Regions from separate parts of the Mus musculus genome. Here region 1 is linked to region 2. Evidence: chromatin contacts called from public Hi-C data. All regions are on one chromosome and are shown on one strand. The core of a region is the stretch at or near the end of the contact, and the rest is flanking DNA. Distances in the headings are between cores, read along the strand shown.

Region 1 (5,844 bases), core at 2,371-4,870, 160 kb after region 2:
GCCTGCATAGCACTTCAGTGTCACTGGGCAGCAGGAAACTTCCAGCTCCCTACAACAGTCCACTGTGACATATGTGTGTTGTTATTGACTCAAATGTTATAGAGTGTGCAAGGCTCTTATTCAAGTGAAAACTTTGGGGAGGGAGTGGTAATGAAAGGCAAAAGGCGCTTCTGTCCCTTAAGGAGCTCCTCAGAACAAGGGGTGTTTCAGAGAAAGAGGAACTTTTTTTTTCTTAAAATGAAATGACATGGGAAATGTAGGATAGGAAAGGTGAGTGGATTTTGAGTCTGCTGGAGGTCTTCGGTGGACTTGTCCCTCTGGCTGTTGTTCAGCCACTAACCATTTGAGTCCATTTACTCTCATTCTCTCCACAAATAAAGCACATTGTTTGCATCTCATCAGTTCCTTAAAAAGATGTCTTCAACAAAAGAGCCTTTAGGAAAGAAACACCATTAGAAATACAGCATTTAACTCCTTTTCATTATCATTAGCTACTCACATCACCGAGTAGGATGCATTCCAAGAAAAATAACTGTAAAGTTCTTAATATTCCATTAATTCCATGAGGATTTCCTATGTGCATACAACATGCTTTGATAACACCCACTCTCTCCCTCCTCCCCCTAACTCCTTCAGAATCATAAGAATTGATAGGTCTACACTCAGTTCCTTGACTTTGGACAAATTGTATAATCTTGTGGGGACTAAAGTTTCTAACCCTTGAAATAGAGATAACATTGACTTTATAGTATTGAGATGATAATTAAAGAAGAGACTGTTTTCAAGGACTTAACTGAGAGCAGAGTACAGAGTATGGGTAGCACATGGCAGCTACTGGCAGTCGTGGCTGAAAATGCTATTTCATGCAGCAACTTTGTTCTCATCTCAAGCCGTCAGTATATGAAGGAATAGCTCACATCCGTGTGATCTGAAAGACACCACTTCCCTCAGAGGTTGCTCTAGTTGAATAGGCGAGGATTCGCTGGACCTCTTCTAAACCAGACCATGGTTCCTGTAAAACACAAGATACCTACAGTCCATCCAAAAGAGTCAGACTGGACCTGTCCCTGATACCTCTCCACAAAGTTACTATTGCCCACCACGTGCAGTAAATCCCTTAATACCTGCTCATCAGAATCTTCCTTGGGAAGATGGTTCTTGCTTTTCTGAAGAACCTTTGTGGGGTCATTTGAAGAGATCAAATCTATTATTTAATACCTATTTTGTAATTTTAATATAAACTATGATAGAGTCCCTATCTACACAGAGTGGGTATTCCAGTTAGTAATTTTCCTCTTTGGTACAACCAAAGACCTCATAAAAGCAGTTTAAGGGAAGACGAGTGTGTACTGGCTTCCAGTTCCATGGTACAGTTATCATGGCGGCAGACGTGGCTGCAAGCCCTTGGGGTGCCTGTTCACATCGAGTCTTCCCATGAAGGAGAAATGCACAGGACTGTTGTTATTCAGCTCACGTTTTCTTTCCCTAATTCAGTCCAGGACTCCAGCCCATGGGGTGGTACCAGCCATTTCTGAGTCTTCCCAACTCATTTAACCCAGTCTAACAACCCCCTCACAGGCACACCCTGCAGCTTGTCTTCTAAGTCATTCTAGAGCCTATGAATTTGACTGTATTAACTATGTCAGCAAAAATCTGGTCATTTTGTCAACTGGCCACAGTACCCTCTTATTGGAAATTCTTTGTTTGGCTCAATATACACTGGGAGGGAGGGGAGGGGAGTCCAAAGTTCATCAACTTAAAATATAACTTAAATGTTTTACTGGTTGATGTCCTTCAGAGAGTAGTGCTCATTGTTGCCTGGGTGTCTCAAGTGGGTAGTGTGAAATAAGAATTGGCTATACTCCTGGACACATGATGCAATTGTCTACTGGTTTGAGATAAATTATTCATAAACAAGTTGGTTACTATCGTGGGATAGAGAGAGATAGACACTAGATCATTTTTGAGAGTGAATATTATATTTAGGTTTTTTTGCTCTTGAGAATGGCCCTACTGTTTAGTTAAGATTTCTTCAAGACACTAAAACTGTAGTTAGCGGTGGGGAGAGTGACTATATGATTCTGTGTTTTATGTTTCTGACACTTTTTCCAACTCTTAAAATATACGTGAGGTAGTAATGTTAAGGAGGCACAAGACAACTATCCCTAGCTTTATTTTATATTTCTTACTTAAATATAGCTGGCTGTCATCACTTCCTTAGTGATGGCTGTGATTTTAAAAATCACTACAGCAATTTGTTACAAAGAAGCATGTTCTAAACTAAATTTTGGCTTAGGTACTGCTGATAATTCAAACACATGAAGAGTCCTGAGAGCATTTTACAGAATGCTCATAGCTAGGCTATGTCTAGTTTGTCTTCTCTGCCACTGTACCAAGTCCCGCCTGGCTTGGGGGTTACACAAAGACAAGTATGTGACTTGTAGCTACTGCAGCAGCTGATGTTCAACTTGGATAGTCAATGTCCTTTCCCCATCCTCTCAGAAACATATATTCACAAACATAAATCTTCTCAAACAGTTCTCTTCCCATCAATGAAATTCATTTGTGCATCCTCCCCCTCCTTACCTGCAATAGTATTGATTTTATCATATGTCAGCTTTGTTTAACTGTAGGAATGGAATTGTCTGAATATAAAGTTAAAAGCACTGAAGTTGTGAAATGCCAGTCTTAAAGCTCTCCTGCCAACAATAAATCCCCCTTACGGCCCTCTCTGCACACCACATCGATTTAATAGCCCAACTAGCCTTTCTGCACACCACATTGCTCATTTAATAGCTCGGCTAGCTACCCTCCATCCTTTACAGGAAGCTGTTAATTATGGTTTCCTGGGTTTTGCGTGGTTGTGTTCAAGTGTTCCTTTCCTTTTGAAATATCTGGTTCATTTTATTCTCTATATTTCTCCTCTTCACTCTATGGCGTGATGATGTAGTTGAGGAGATGATGTAGTTGACAAAGAATGGTCCCAAACTAAAAATGTTCTAAGCCTTAATTACCTTAGAGTCAGGGTTAAAACTTGTTGTCTACATTATCTGTCCTTTGGGGGATGGGGTGGGTAGTAAAATATAAATATGAAATCATACCCACGATGTGTAGTAGCCTGGCTGGCCTAGAATTCACTATATAGAAAAAGCTGACCTAGAGTTTGTAAGACTCCTCCTGCCTCTGTCTCCCAGGAGCTGGGATTAGAAATATATTCCACCCCACCCAGTTTACGGTGTATTTTATCACCAGAGTAACTTAGTGACTTGTTGCTGTCTTCGGCACACCTTGCAAAGGCATGATAAATTTCTCCCTGTAACCCGTCCCTCAGCGGCAGCAAATTCCCCACAGTGTTGCTTGATTAGGGCTGAGGAAGCTGAAGTTGAGTGTTTCCCAGTTCGGAATGTGCTTCTGTCCAGAGGCTGTCTTGTGTGCAGAGCTGGCTGAAAGGAGCTTGGACAGCCATGCTCAGAGCTGGAAGTCTGGCTAGGCTGGCTGGGCCGGGAGCAGTGAGAGGTCAAAGCTCTGGTTGATTTCATGCTCCTCTGGCGTGCCCCACAGACTGTAGCCTCCACCCAGAGATGCTCTGGCAAGAGTGGGAGGCAGCTGGACAGATCAAGAAAGGCCTTTTGTCCCTGCTGTTCTATAGCAGGCCTTATTTAGAGCAACAGATGCAAATGGACAGGCTTGACTTCCATCTCATGCAGAATGGGTTTAAAATCCCAGGGCTTTGCCTCCAGTTTGAAAGCTTTGTGTAATTATTTGGAAGTTTTAGAAGTGTGTAGAATTTTGTTGTTTTGGTTTGGTTTTGGTTTTGGTTTTGGTTGTTTGTTTTTTGGAAGCTTTAAAGAGAAATCTATGCTTTCTCCCTAAAATAAACCACTTAACTTTCATTTTAATGCCTAATACTAAATACCTCTGTCTCTACGTCCCTTGGTCCCTTCTTTCTTCTTTAACTAAAGATTACCACGAAGAAGGTTAACAAGGAAGTGCCTGGGAGGTAGCTTAGCCTTGCAGCAAGAGGACCAGATTTTGATTCACAGAACCTAGGAGTTTTAAAAGCCGAGTGTGGTGGTACACGCTCTAGGAAGGGCTCAGGGACTTGCTGGTCAGTCAGCCTAGCTTATGCAGAAAGCCCCAGGCCAGCAAGAAACCAATTTCAGAAACAAAGTAGATAGCTTCTGAGAAATGATGCTTAAGGGTGACCTTTGTGCGCTCAAACATGCACAGACACATGGACACAAAAGCATGCAAACAACAGAAAAATGAATGTTAATAAAATCATGGGAAACAACGACTTTTTCCATCTATTTTTATGTGTTGTTGGAGACAACCATGTGATGTTTTCATTCAATCTAGGAGGACAAGTGGATCTAGGATGGTATGGAAACCTTCAGCTTTAGAAACTGTATCTAACATAATCCAAAGGGGAAATTAATTTTTCACTTTGAAGATGTTCACTAGCACAAACACCAAATTATTGAATAGCTGAGTCTCCTGAGAATTGTCATCTGTCACCTGATGCTTCCCAATGGCTCCGGGAGTAGGAGCCTGTCTCTTTGTCCTGACTTTAGACTCTGCCTTAGGAGACCATTTCCCAAAGCGATTAGAAACAGCATATTGTTTTATTAGGCACCAACTTAGAACCATTGTGGAACCACTCAAAGTTGTCCTGTTTCCCCCAAACACGAAAGTAGTGGATCTATTGAAAACAATGAGAGTTAGTGCAGACAGACTGAGTGGAGATGGTACTATTGATTGTGGGGTGATCTGCAGCCCCCCAGGACAGCAACTGTGAGCATCAGGCAGGTACAGAGACAAGCTCCTAGGGCTGGGTTGTGGAAATTCAGGGCTCACCTAAAGGCAGTATGGTAAATAAGTCATTTTAATCTTAAACTTCACAGTAGATTTGAAAGTAGGTATAATTTAAGTTATTCATTTTCTATGATGTCCCATATTACAGTATGAATACTTAAAGCTTAAAAGAAACAATGGACTTATGTTCAGAGCAAGCCACTTTCTGAAGAATTAGAAGGTGACTTGAAGAATAACTTTATACACACCTGACTGCTTTCTTTCATAGACCAACAGAATCAACTAATCTGGACCCTTGGGACTCTCAGAGTCTAATCTTCAACCAAAGAACATACATGGGCTGGACCGAGGTCTCCCTGCACTTACATAAAAGATGTAGAGTTTGGTCTTTATATGGGTCCCAAACAACTGGAGCAGAGGCTACCCCAAAAGCTGTTGCCTGTCTGTGGATACGTTCTTCTAGCTGGCCTGCCTGCCTGGCCTCAGTGGGAGAGGATGTATATAGTCCTGCAGAGACTTGAAGTGCCAGGGTTTGGGGGATACCTATATGGTCCCCAACTGCTCAGAGGAGAAGGGAATGGGAGGATGGGGGGAGGGTTGTGGGAGGGGGTGACCAGGAGGGGGCAGTGATCAGGATGTAAAATGAATAAGTAAAATTAATTCTTTTTTTTTTTTAAAGAGAGATTTCTGAGGGAGAGGGGAGACTGCCTTCTTCCATGTCCTCCTGTCTCTTGGCTTTAAAAGGATGACAGGGACCCTGCTACTCCAAGCTTCATCCTTATCCCTGACTCATTGCAATTAAAAAATAGCACTGGAAAGATGACTCAGTGAGGAGAAAGACCATGCTACACATACAGACTTGAGTTTGAATCTCCAGAACCCATGTGAAGACAGGTGCGTGTCTGTAATCCTAAGGCTTCGGTAGAGAAATGGAAGATAGAGACAGGAGGCTCTTTGAAAGCTCATCAGCCATCTTGCCTGGCATATTTAGCTGTGAACACCAAAGAGACATTGTCTTAAACAAGATAC
Region 2 (6,639 bases), core at 3,852-6,351:
AACCCCAAAATTTAAAACTAGAGCGATGGATTAAATAAGTTATCAATGTGATAGTTACTATTATAGCGTAAGAGAATTTCGCAATGTTCTGCACACTGGGAAACCTGACAGCATTCAGTGTGTGTAGAGTGCACTGGAGAGGTGAAGGTGGGCCCGGTGCTGTCTGCTTTCTCCCCTTACATATTGCAGGTCTTCTTCCTGGGCGAAATGCTTCCCCTGATGAATGAGGGAGGAAATCGGGCTTTTATTTCTTTTTTCTTTTTTCTTTTTTTTTTTTTTTTTTTTTGGTTTTCCGAGACAGGGTTTCTCTGCCCTCGAACTCAGAAATCTGCCTGCCTCTGCGTCCCAAGTGCTGGGATTAAAGGCATGTGCCACCATGCCTAGCCTAGGCTTTTATTTCTTAAAGTTTTTTTTTTAATATAGTATTGCATTTTACTGATATTCTTTTGTATATATAGAAAGATTGAAAGATTATTCAGTTGCCCTAGTCTCTGTTAGAATACGTTGATGGTACTGAAATGGACATAGACACACACACATACACATACATATTTGTATATGTGTATATACTGAATTCTTTATCAGGACAGCAGTAAATCTGTATAACGGCAGTATATCAATTTAGCTTGTCCCATACTAAATGTTTACTAAATTTCTCTTAAGATCATAGAGAGGAAACATAACCATAACAGGATTTGAGACTGGCAGGCAGGTAGAATCTTGGGGAGAGTTGACTGAGAACAGACTAGGTAAGCTTTAGGATTTGTGATATCAGTGGTTCCCAACCCCTTCACAGGTGGACTAAAACCACTGGAGGTGTCAGATCTATGCCTCATGTTTCATAGCTAGCAAAGTTTCAGTTACAGTAGCAATGAAAATAATAATATGGGTGGGGAGCACTACAATATGAGGAACTGGGTAAAAGGGTCACACCATTAGGAAAGCTGAGAACCGCGGTGATAGATTGTTGAGACCTCCATAATAAAACCCTGCATTGACAGCTGTTCTTCTGCATCCGTGGACACCTATCCTGAGAAAGAAGAGAGCACTCTGTTCCCCTGTCTTATATCTCTTATAACTTTGTTATCTGTATGTGCTCAGTTTAGCTCCTAGTTCTCTTATTGGAAATCTAATTGCCAGTGATACTAGGCAATTAGACCAGAGAGATCTGTCCTCAAGGATGAAATAATGCTGTCATTGTTTAGAGTAGATCATAGAAATGGGCTCCTGATTATTATGGCTTGGACAATTTTTTTTTTTCCGAGACAGGGTTTCTCTGTAGCCCTGGCTGTCCTAGAACTCACTTTGTAGATCAGGCTGGCCTCAAACTCAGAAATACGCCTGCCTCTGCTTCCCAAGTGCTGGGATTAAAGGTGGGCTTGGACATATTTTAAAGGGTTTTTAAAAATGTGGGTATATGTTTCACCTGCACTTATGACTGTACCACATGTTAGTGTGGTGCCAGCAGATGCCAAAGGAGGTAATCAGGTCTCCTGGCACTGGAGTTACAGACAGCTGGGACCTGCAGTGCGGGTGCTGGATATTGAACTGGGTCCTCTGAAGAGCAACCAGTGCCCTAACTACTGAGCCATCTTTCCAGCCCCCAGATTGGACATATTTTAAAGATCTGTGTGCTGAGAATGGCTTGATTCCAAGAATAAGACAGATTTTTACTGAGAGCTAGTGAATCTTTAAGAGGCCTAATGAAGGAGATTGATTGGTCAAGGCACTTTCTCCAGAGAGGATTAATGCCTACCTTTCAAGGTGTTTGCTCTAAGACCATGTTATTTACTGTGAGAACAGATTATCATAAAGAAAATTTGACTTCATCTGCTTTCTTGTTTCCTTCTGCCACCATGTATCTTCTCTCTCTGCCACATGTTCTTGTGACTGCTTTCACATGAACTATTACTATAAAATGTTCCAACATACTGTGGTACAGAGGTCCTTGTTATAAACCAAATTGATTGCACACCCCCGTCTAAGACTTTGACCTTCTGAAATGGTAAGATCGGTACACCTAGTTTTTCTTTTTCATAAACTACCTGGCCTCAGGTGTTTAGTTATGTAAAATACACTGCCATATCTATCAGATGATGAATTTTTCTCCCTGGCATTCCTTTTTCATCTCTTTGCTATGGATAGTGTATCAAATTGTCCATAGTATATGTCATAGTATATGTCATAGTATATGTCATAGTATATGTCAGCTTGTCAGCCTGAGCCTTTCTGGTCTCCATAATCATAAGAAGTAAATCCCCATTCTTTGTAAACTACCTGGTCACCAGTAATCTGTTAAAGCATACTAGCATAAAATAGATCTTATATTAAACATAATACATACATAAAATAGACTAAGCTACCACCTTTAGTCTCTGAAAAGCAGTCGGTCAGCAAGTAAAGAAGGCAACATTGGTCATAGTTGTTAATGGGGAAATACGTCTAGACCCCAAAGAAAAGTGACTTGCATAGAACTAGAGATAAAATTAGGGGATATAGCTGAGGCATTAGGAATTATATGTTGTATTGTTATTGTTGTTGTTTTGTATTCTCCAGAGCAGGATAGCAGAAAAAGAAAGCTACCTTAGGAGAGAGGAGCTGGCCTGAGTGACAGACAGGAAAAGCAGGTGGCTGGATAAGATCCTGTGTTCGCGCTGCTGCTGCTGCTGCCGTGTGATGGGAATTCAGATTTGCAGGCTTGATGGAACAATATGCCTAGACTTTAGCAGAGTAGGTTTTCTTTGTCTCACTAATTTCACTTTCAGTTATTTATCTTTGAAACAGGAAACTGTAGCTTATAAAGATAATATAGTTAGTGTGGTTTTGTCACATGTATTTATATGTCTAATCTGGCTCCTGAAGGGAAATCATTGAATCACAAATCACACGACTCCAGGTGATTTAATTTTTATGTATTACTATTGAAATTATATATCTTACAGATTCTCTATAAAGGCTTTTAATTCTCTAAGATATTTACAACAATATTTATGAATCTTATCTGATAACTGTAAGCTATAATATGGAAAAATCTCAACCTTTCCCTTGTTCTATAATAATTTAATAAAGTATTTCCAAGGGTAAAGAAATGTCTTGGAGAAACTAGCTAGTATTTTATTGGTTTCAGTGTTTTCATGGACGTTGACAGGACTTATTCCCAAAGTTGCTTCATGAAGCCAGCACTTACAATCTTAAACATTAAGGTCAATATTTGATAATATTTTCTATATTTTCAATGGGTTATATAAGCATATGCCATTTATTTTGTGATCATTTTTATTATAATTTCAATGATTTAGCAATTTTGGTACTAGCAATATTGTTTTATATTCCCCTTTTTAAATTAATCTACAAGGCATTTCTCTGAAATTTTAAACTTAATGTTTTTTGAATTTGTTTGTCTTGATATTATCATGTGAATGCATACACACATTTGTGGTGTGTACATCTGTCAGTACAGGGGGCACATGGATGTTAGTTTGAAGACACCTTTTAGGAAAGTCTGTTTCATCTTTGGTCTTCTTAGGGAGTCAGGCTGCATACTCCAGGTTAGCTTGTCCACAAACTTCCTGGCAGTTCTTTCCCCACTTCCATCGCACAGCAGGAGTTCTGGGAGCACAGGTACACTCTGCTGCTTTCAGCTTTCACAGGGGTCCCAGGACTCAGGTCATCAGTCTGCCAGGCAAACACTTGCTTACTGAGCCACCTCACCTGCCTTGAAGTGTTTTTATTGTTGTTGTTTGTTTGTTTGAAGTCTTTAATTATATTACTAGAAATTTGTTTAGTACATATGAATTTTTCCTCTGCAGTGGATTTTGTGTTGACTGTTTGGTTAAGTTGAAATCATATGCTACCTTAAAATGTCAATTATTAAAAAGATCTTTTTTCAACTGAAGAATGACACCTCTTTCTTCATTTTATTATTTTAAATTGTTATTAGTGTAAAACATGTGTATGTGTGCATGTGTGTTTTGATGTGTGCACTGATGTGTATTTGTAGGTGCCTGGGTATGAGTATGTGTGCACATGTGTGCACTTGGAAGCCAGGAGTCAAACTCAGTTGCTGTCGTCAGGAGCCACCTTGGTTTTCAAAGTGTCACCCTAGTTGCTGGAGCTCACCAAGTTAGCTAGGTTGCCTGGTTAGGAAGTTCCAAGGAGGCTCTACTCCCCAGGTGTTGGTGAGTACCTGGTCTTTTTACATGGGTGCTGGGAATAACTTAGGTCCATTCTCATTCTTTCTTTGTAAGCATTTTCCATCTCTACTATCTTCCCAAGCTGTGAGATCTTTGTCTTTTTTTAAATTTAAACTATTGTTTTAATTTTGTAAGTGATCACCTGTAAGTATATCTGATATCACTCATGTGCCTGATGCCTGTAGAGGTTACAAGGCTTTTATCCCTTGGAACTGGAGTTATAGACAGTAAGTCACTATATGGGTCCTCAAAGCAGCAAGTACTATTAACCACTGAGCCATCCCTATAGCCTTTGTGAGAAGTCTTTTAACTACTGCTATTATCAACTGATCTGGATTGTTTGTTAAAACTATTGACTTAAGGAAGCTATTTTTGGACAGATTTTAACTAAAAGGAAAAGAGAGGGAAAAAAGCCAACCTTTGGTGACCTTCTGTACCTATGGGATAGCGCTATTAAGAAATTGGGAATTTGTCTACATGCTATCAGAACACTCCCAAGAAAGCTTCAGGCTTGATTTGCCGTGGAGAGAAGCACTGTTGCTCCCTGCCAAGCAAGCAGGCAACAGTTTGTTGTCATGAACATTTCTTCACATAGTTTATCTCATGTAGAGTTCTCAGGACCAGCCAACTTTGGGATTTGATTTATAACATACAATGGTTATGCTCCATCAGATAAGAAAGGATGTGGAGGAATCGACATCTGCTGACTCTGGTCTCTCTGGCTCTTTCTAGACTGAAATGATGGTTAATCTGATACTGTCCAATTGACTTTTGTTGCATGTTTTTCAGCCATGCCCTTTCCTTGTCACATTCATGCATTAAACTTCCTGAGTGTTTAGTCTCAGAGCTCGAACAGTCGGGCTCTTCATAGCCCTTGGCATTCACTTCTAAACCACATTCAGTTTTTCTGGCAGTGGAATTTCTGCCAACAGAATCTGACCCTCTTACACCACAGTCTTGAGTGAATTAGCTCTGCTCAGAGCATGTGCACTTCTGCAGGGACCATCAGTAGTAAATTTTGTTTTAAGTACACATCTTGGTAATAAGTGTGTCATCTTTAAATTTCAGCAGCATTTTGTACATAATATTTTATAGATGATATTTTATATTTAAATGGCAAGGACATGAATGATTGACATGGACCATTGACCTTTATATGGAACATGTGCAGATCATACAATAAATTAATAACTGATTTTATATCTTTTTTGCCCTGAAGTTGATGATACATATGGTCTTTAAAAAAAACTTTTCATTCATATATGCATGTATGAATGTATACATGTATGTATGTATGTATATGTATGTGTGTATACATGTATGTATGTATGTATATGTATGTGTGTATGTATGTGTGAGGGCATACACATGCCATGCATGTATGGGGAGGTAAGGGGACCTCTGTGGAAGTTGGTGGTTTCCTTCTCTTATGTAGATCCAGGGACTGAGCTCAGATCATCATGCATCATGCTTGGCGGCTTGTGCCTTCTGCTGAGTCATCTTCCAGACTGTGTGTGTGTGTGTGTGTGTGTGTGTAGAGGTTTGAATAGGAATGGCCCCTGTACTCACTTATTTGAACACTTGGTCCATAGGTATGGCCTTGTTGGAGAAGGTGTGGTTTTGTTGGAGGAACTGTGTTACGACAGTCTTTGAGGGCTCGTAAATTTAATCCAGTTCTCTTCCTGTTGGCTGTGGATCTAGATGTAGAACTCCCAGTTACCTTTCCAACACATGTCTGCCTGCATGCTGCCGTGGTTCCCACCATGAAGATAATGGACTGAACCTCTGAAACTGTAAGCCAGCCCCAGTTATAAGACTTCTTGTGGTCATAGTGTCTTTTCACAGCAATAGAAAGTCTACCTAACTAAGACTGTGTATATGTGAGATAGAGATAAGGTCCTGCTATGTAGCTAAGGTTAACCTAGAACCTACTATGTAGTAGAGGTTAATTAACTTAATTGCCCAGGCTGGCCTTAAGCTGACAGTATTTCTCCCAGTGATAGAATTGGAGCAATGTGCTTCCCTACTGACTTTGGTACATTTTTTAAAAACAAACAAAAAAACGAAAGTCAACCAGTAAAATAATGTGCTGTGATCTCTGATTTGGAAGTGACTAGCCTGTTGTTTGAATTTGATGAGAAAAGGTGTGGGTATTTTGATTCCATGCCATCATGAGAAAGTACATTTCTCCCTGGCTGTTAACCAGTATCAACAGTCTAAAAATCTATGGATCTCAAGTTGTGGCCTCATTTGCTTCCAGTAGGTCTCTCAGTGACTCATATATTCAAGCTCAATGAATACTCAATATTTTATGTTCATCTGAGTGTGTGTATATGTGTGTGTGTGGAGGGGGGCTTGGAGTCAGTTCAGAATAGTTGTTGCTGATCCTGGCCAACTGGTTTATCTGAATTGGTTCCATGTATTGGTTTCAGCCCAGACTTAGAAT

The links. Hi-C and Micro-C count contacts between places; a contact is called where the count stands out from the background.
Region 1: a Hi-C map of cortical glia shows a contact between it and region 2, with 1.7 times the contacts expected there. The contact joins two enhancer-like sites. A contact is called at or near these places in 10 of 39 promoter capture datasets (the 3T3-L1 cell line, 3T3-L1-derived adipocytes, the C10 cell line and 5 more), 4 of 484 Hi-C or Micro-C datasets (brain, cortical glia, cortical neurons and 1 more) and 1 of 9 other capture datasets (embryonic stem cells).

Annotation. Positions count from the first base shown.
Region 1 is chr6:8,443,486-8,449,329 of GRCm38.p6, forward strand. No RefSeq gene overlaps it. Among named protein-coding and RNA genes, the nearest start is that of Gm26075, 55 kb to the right of the region's middle. Within about 2 kb of position 3,621, at least 77 of the 459 cell types and tissues checked have an H3K27ac peak or open chromatin away from gene starts, as enhancers often do. A contact at or near this core is called in cortical glia, where this site is marked.
Region 2 is chr6:8,280,665-8,287,303 of GRCm38.p6, forward strand. The region is part of intron 2 of Umad1 (UMAP1-MVP12 associated (UMA) domain containing 1); the gene reads left to right. Among named protein-coding and RNA genes, the nearest start is that of Umad1, 25 kb to the left of the region's middle. Within about 2 kb of position 5,102, at least 17 of the 459 cell types and tissues checked have an H3K27ac peak or open chromatin away from gene starts, as enhancers often do. A contact at or near this core is called in cortical glia, where this site is marked.